Linked DNA regions of Zea mays: region 2 is linked to region 1. Evidence: chromatin contacts called from public Hi-C data. All regions are on one chromosome and are shown on one strand. Each heading gives the region's core, a stretch centred on a gene start, on an enhancer-like site or on the middle of the called end of the contact. The rest is flanking DNA. Distances are from core to core; before and after follow the strand shown.

Region 1 (3,503 bases), core at 379-2,878:
CCTCCGTAGAATGGGCTGCGTCATAGAAACTTCTCTAATATATGCTTCCCGACACTTCCCTCTCGAAGCACATACGAACAGATGGCACAACAGTAGATAAAACAAAGGAAGCATCCAATGAAATTGTTCGTCTTCCCGTCGCTTTAGGTTATTATAATCTTTCCTTCTACAATTTTTTTAACATGTTCCGAGTCCTGTTCCACTGCGCATCCACGAATAGAGCTAACAGAGCCAATAGAGTATTTTTTAATAGGAAGGAATGTAGGAGTACGACAGAAGAACTTGAAGCACATTCACTGCTCTTATTTCAAGACCAAAAGAAAGAAAAATTGAATTGCCTTCACTAGACTCCTCTTTTCAAGATAAAGGTAAAAACATATATTTTTTCTATCTTGCTTTGCACAAGCGCACTCCCAAAAACTTTAGAATCTTGACATGTCACAGTCTAAACATGAATGCTTCTCAACCTTTTAAATGCCTATAATTATACTATCAAATGTATTACTGTTATGACATACTTTCTCTTCACGTTTTAGTTTAAAAATAACTAGCCGACAATAAAATATTCGAGAGAAAGTATAAAACTTAGCACATGTCTCTAAGACTCTAACTAATAACCTGCGCACTAGCTACTAGTGTTATATAAGAAGAAATGAAATCTTATGTCAGGTGAACTCTTGAGGATTGTTTTATGTAGTGGCGGAGCCAGTGTAAAAGTAAAGCCCGGTCACCCGGGACTCCACCATTGCACTGTCGTCTGTTGCCCGTCGGAGCAGGTGCTCCAGTTCCGTTCATGCACGACGGTGGTCTTCAAAGGCCTAAGGCGGCAGTGCTGAGGTGTGAGTCATTGTGCAGAGGAAAGGCCGAGGACACCGGTAGCAGGGATCGTGCGTCACTCGCGTTGAAGCCAATAGAGGAGCACCAGAGCCGAAGCCCGGACACGTGCCTAGGCTCGCCGGGCTGTGGCTCCGCCACTAGCTTTATGGACCTACGGGACAACTGGACAATTACATTGATCGGAGAATTTCACACTATTTTTGAAACGGATATCTTCAACGAATTTCTGGAACTGAAAGATGAAGCTAGTGTGGCATGGGTCTAGCTGCTGCATGCTAGCCCGCTCCCTTTGAGACTGGGCAACGATTAATATACAGGAGTTACAAACATGTAAGTAGGTCTTTTGTTCTACCGTATGTTATATTTAATATTTAAATCCTCTCACCATTATAGCTTTATAAAAAAGCTCATAGCAAACTACAATTACAAATTCAACGGACGAACAGAGCTTGAATTGCATATTAGGTAGTGTTTGGTTGAAGAGCCAAGTAGAACAGAGCCGTTATGTCTCAGTTTTGTTGCTGTTTGGTTACAAAGTAACTATAACGGAATGACTCCAATTAGGGAATATTCTTCTCAGATCCGGAACCATTCCGCTCCAAAAAATCAACCGGACGGAGCCGCTCCGTTTCCATCCCGCTCTCACAGTCACGCTCCGTTCCGTTCACTCTGCAACCAAACAAAAAACAGAGCCACTCCGTTCCAGATTACCAAACACAAAACATATCGGCTCCGTTTCTAGAATCAAGAATGGAACGGCTCGGTTCTACTTGCTCCTCAACCAAACACTGCCTCAGTGTTTTTCCATTTGGGACCGCAAGCCTTCTCGAACCCATCAAACTGCCAAGCGAATCACCGCGAAGCAAAACAGCGAGAAAGCTCCGTCCATAGAAGTGCTAGAACGCCAGAACCCGCCGCCGGCGAACCCGAAGACTGCGCCCAGCTATGGACGCGCCGGGAGAGCTGCAGTGCGTGGGCAGGCTCGAGGTCGCCGCGCCGCCGCCGGCGCGCTACCTTCGCGTTGGCTCCCTCCCCGTCCCCACCGACTCCTCTGCCTCTCTCCCAGTCCTCCTGCCTTCTCCGTCCCCGTAAGCCCCACTTCCCCACTCTCGCCTCTCCGTATATGCCTACGCGCGCGTGTTTAAGCCCTCTGGCTACTGTTTGTCCTATTCTCAATCAGGAGGGGATGATGCTTCTAGGGTTTAAAGCGTCTCGATTGACCTGTAGGACTTTTGTTAAGGGTTGAGGCTGGGAGTTTGAGATGGAGTTCCATGGGAATGAACACCATCTATGTTGTGCAATTAGAAGTATTTGTGTTTGTTATTTGGTAGCGATTAGGGAAGACCCTGGGGATAGTACGCTTCAGTTGAGTTCTGCAGATAAACTGCCAATTGCTTATTGGATTTACAAATTGTTATCATAGGAAATGGTGATGAAACTGCTATGGTGAAATGAATAGAAGTCTTGTCCTACTATTGGCTAGGATTGGTCTGATCGATGGATGCAACCTACCAAAATTCAGTTGCTATATCATGTAAAAATGAAACGAAATGAACACATATTCTGGTGGTGGTATGCTGATGGGTACTGTATACCATTTACCCTCTTTTGGTTTTATCTCCCATACTGCAATGAATAACAAGCATGTGCACACAGTCATATTGAAAGATAAAAATTATAAAACGACACTTAGTCGTTATGGTCCTAATCCTGTAGCTGGAACTGAATAATGCATGCAAATGCCTCTTCCGGAGAATTGCTGTTTAATTCTGTTCTTGATGTAGGATTGGTGCTCCAAGGTATCAAATGCTGCCATTAGAGACTGATCTGAACACACTCCCTATGATTCCAAACATCCCAGAGAAGGTTTTTTCAAGTGATGCTAAGAGTACTGAAGGTTATCTCTATTAACCCTTGATAATTACAATCTGATCAGCATAAGAGGAATACTGGCTTGTAGCTAACTTTCTCTGCGAACTGTTCGGCACTGATGAATTACTGTAGGTATTGTGTGCGACAGTTCACTTTTTATTGTCACCTTTATGACTCTGTTCATACTCTTCAGGATTACGGTATGACAGTGGTCATATCAACCAGAACTTATCAAGGAAGTGTGAAGCATTAGCTGTGTCAGGTTTGGCAGAATATGGTGATGAAATAGATGTGATTGCCCCAGCTGATATCATGAAGCAGATTTTCAAAATTCCATACTCCAAGGCACAAGTATCTATTGCTGTAAACCGTATAGGAGATACACTCATTCTAAACACAGGGTATGTAGCTGGTTGCATAATCATCATCATGCTGAGTATAGTTAATACACATGAATGTTTAATCGTGTATTCGTGTTGTAGGCCTGATGTTGATGAAGGTGAAAAGATATTCAGAAGACAAGGTAACCAGCCTAAAGGATCTGATCCATCAATATTTCTGAACTTCGCAATGCACTCTGTGCGAGCAGAAGCTTGTGATTGTCCCCCAAGTCATCAACCTTCACAGAAGAAGCAAACAGCATCTGCAGTATTGCGTGGATCTTTTGGCTGTGACGAGGGTTCTTTTGATTCATCCCCATCATCTAGTTTTAGCACATCACCTTATCTGGATCAGAATGACAGTAAAAGTAGAAAAGCTTCTCATAGTACTCATGAAAGCCTGTACCTGGGAGC
Region 2 (3,398 bases), core at 6-2,505, 320 kb after region 1:
ATTTATGAGGAGAAAAAGGGGCAAAAAAAAAGAGCGGATGATTGGAATCGGTCTCATGACCCTACATGCGCTTGTGGGCACTAGATAATATAACTTCAGATTTAAATGTTCTAAAATTCAATAAAAACATAATTTCTAAAGACAGGTTGCACTTTTTGTTCGGATCTGAAAAGTCAGATCAATGAATTTGTAGATAGATTTCTTGAAATTTTGATTCTTGACTTTGTAGCTTAATTATATTCGCAGCATGTAGATGGAATTCCTAAATACTTAATATATTAGCTGATAACTGCAGATCACAGACGAACTCCTCAATATATTGGCAACGACTAATATGCAAGCAGACGTTAGGTGCAAGCGTGTAAGCAGCTCAATTGGTGCATTGAATCTAGATCTAACCGTATGTGTAATCGTGATTTGTTAGGGTTTTTTATAAAGTTAAACGAGATGGTGGTGGAAGGATTTAAACGTTAAATATAGCAATACGGTTAGATCTAAATCTAACGGACCAAAAGACATGTTTGCACACTTGTATATAATGGCTGCTTGCATATTAGTCTTTGCCCAATATATTAGCTAATAATTATAGATAAAACATACTACTTATTAATGTATCAGATCAGAAGATAACTGTAGACGAGCAAACTAGCAATCAAGATCAAAGCTAACAGTAACCACGGCGGTCCAGTACGGACGGGGAGCGGGAGACTACATCTCTCGAAGGCCCAGGAGTTTTCACTACGGATCGCCTCCTCCTCCTCTTTGGTTAAGTCGTTCTTGATGTTGAAGGTCTTGCGGATCTCCTCCGGTGACTTGCCCTGGATCATGTCGACCACCGCCCGGCAGGTCAGGTCCTGCAACCCCTTGATGTCGAGATAGTTGGCAGCCATGATGAGGTCGAAGAGCGTCGCCGTCGCGACCTTGACGAACTCGGCGTCCCACTTCTTGAGGTCGACCTCGCCGCCGCCCCCAGCTGATGAGGCGCTGGTGGTCTCCGCGGCGTCGGAGTCGTCGTCGGCGGGCTTGGCGGCGGCGTGGACGTGCTTGTTGCAGTACTCGATGACCAGGGCGAGAGTTTTGGAATTCACGTTGGGGAGCGGGATAACGTTGTTGGCGCAGTCGTCCTCGATCATGAAGCGGATGATCTCTGACTTCATCATCACCGCCTCCTCCACCTCGAACTCCTCGTAGTCGGAGCTCCTCAGCGTAAGCATCTTCTTCGCGGTGCCGCGGGCAGGCGGGGTCGGCAGTCGGGGGTAGGGCGGTAGGCTGGCGACTCTCGCACGCGGCCAACTACGATCCACGATGCGGCACGTCCGTATATATAGTGAGGGGCGGCTTGATAGGAACGGGGGAGACACCACGGCCGCGGTACGGTAGGATACGGTAGGTGCAGATTGCATCTCCTAGATTCGCTCTTGTCAGTTGCCTGCTGCACGTGATAACAATCAGGTCTCAGCCCTTGATTTTCTGTTATGAATCGCGGGCCTGTTGCATGCCATGCATAGCGCCGGGCGTGCTCCTAAAGTCCTGTTTTACTTTAAAAAAACGCATAGTTTTGTCTATAATTGTAACAATATTTTGGTGATATATGTACGTGCAATTGCTCATATCTCTACTATACTTAAGCACCGGTTTCAATGGTCGTCTCGTGTCATATTTTTACAAATAACCTCTCACAGCTATTTCAAATTAATCCGTTGCACGTCTATATATGGCCAAACGGCGGCCCGGCACGGGCCATACACTCGCGGGCCACAGCTACGCCTATAGATAGCCAAATGACGGCCCGGCACGGGCCAGACGCCCGTGGGCCACAGCTCTGGCCCAAGCAAGTAGGAGTGTAAACGGATACTTATTCGGATATCAGTTTTTGGTCTTTTTTCTTTGATTGTGAATTAATAGAATATAGAATCTGCTATGCAAATTTATATTCTTGTTTTTAGTATTGAGTTGGTAAAGATTCATGAAAGGTAAACCTTAAATCTATCATATATCTTCTCAAATAATAAATATAAATTTCGGATACAAATCGAATACGGATACATATATTTTTTCACCTTTTTTGTTGTATGGAGCAAATAATGTATGAAATAATTTATACAAAATTTTATTCTTATTTATAATAATGTGCTTCATAACATAAGAAGAGATTAGCATCAAATTTCATACATATCTATTTTAAAATATTAAATTTGTCCTAACAGTTCGGATATCCATTTACATCCGTACAAGCACGTCATGCCGACCTGCTGACTGTGTCAGGCCGGCTCGTTAGCCTGTCAGCCCATTTAATTAAATCAACGTAAAATGTTAAAAAACAAAAAACGATGCATGAGGTGGGTTCGAACCTACGTAGAAGTGTAAACGGATACTTATTCAGATATCAGTTTTTGGTCTTTTTTCTTTGATTGTGAATTAATAGAATATAGAATCTGCTATGCAAATTTATATTCTTGTTTTTAGTATTGAGTTTGTAAAGATTCATGAAAGGTAAACCTTAAATCTATCATATATCTTCTCAAATAATAAATATAAATTTCGGATACAAATCGAATACGGATACATATATTTTTTCACCTTTTTTGTTGTATGGAGCAAATAATGTATGAAATAATTTATACAAAATTTTATTCTTATTTATAATAATGTGCTTCATGACATAAGAAGAGATTAGCATCAAATTTCATACATATCTATTTTAAAATATTAAATTTGTTCTAACAGTTCGGATATCCATTTACACCCGTACAAGCACGTCATGCCGACCTGAATGAAGTTGTCTAACCAGTAGAACATCATGCTCAGATGTTTTTAATATTGAATGTAAATTGTATATATGTATATACATTTTTTGTAAAATAAAAAATATAATCGTGTTGGGCCAGCACTATGGGCCAAGGCTGCAGCCCAAGCACGGCATGACGTTCTTGGCTTTTGCAATCATTAGGTCGTTTCTGAGACCACATTAGCGCAATGGACTCCATAGTGTTTGAGGTTGCTGAATTGGATGAAGCAACAATGATTTGTCACACTAACAGTAAAATGAAAGGTTATTTGTTAGTTTTAAACATTAGTAATTGCTACGAACTAGCATATTTTATGGAGCACATCTAGTTTTTATTGATGTCTGACTTTAGCAACTTTATATTTTGATCTATTTTTTATAAGTTTGAGTTCATGTGACTTATTTTAGAAACTTGAGCTCACAAACTTTCTATTATTTGGTCTCTATATTGTGGAATTATGTCATTCTATAATCTTTGTTCGTTCAGTCAGTCGTTGTGAACTCTCTTCTAATCGCTCACTTTATTGTTCGTGTTGTACCTGTAAGGAAAATGGACCCCGGGCCATTTGGCTAAATAGATTTTGGTGTTTGATGATCAACATAATCTGTG

What was found. A called contact is a pair of places that touch in the nucleus more often than the background predicts.
Region 2: a Hi-C map of leaf shows a contact between it and region 1, with 8 times the contacts expected there. The contact joins the promoter of LOC103652383 here to the promoter of LOC103650944 in region 1. A contact is called at or near these places in 7 of 25 Hi-C or Micro-C datasets (ear, leaf and tassel) and 1 of 3 datasets of contacts at active chromatin or transcription factors (seedling).

The regions. Positions count from the first base shown.
Region 1 is chr3:178,449,966-178,453,468 of Zm-B73-REFERENCE-NAM-5.0, forward strand. It overlaps LOC103650944 (Erythroid differentiation-related factor 1-like protein), which reads left to right and starts at 1,629. Exons shown (of 10, transcript XM_020550408.3): 1 at 1,629-1,925; 2 at 2,622-2,734; 3 at 2,903-3,110; 4 at 3,192-3,503. The coding sequence starts at 1,783.
Region 2 is chr3:178,767,923-178,771,320 of Zm-B73-REFERENCE-NAM-5.0, forward strand. LOC103652383 (SKP1-like protein 1) reads right to left here and starts at 1,256. Exons shown (of 1, transcript XM_020551156.1): 1 at 468-1,256. The coding sequence starts at 1,214. The coding sequence ends at 615.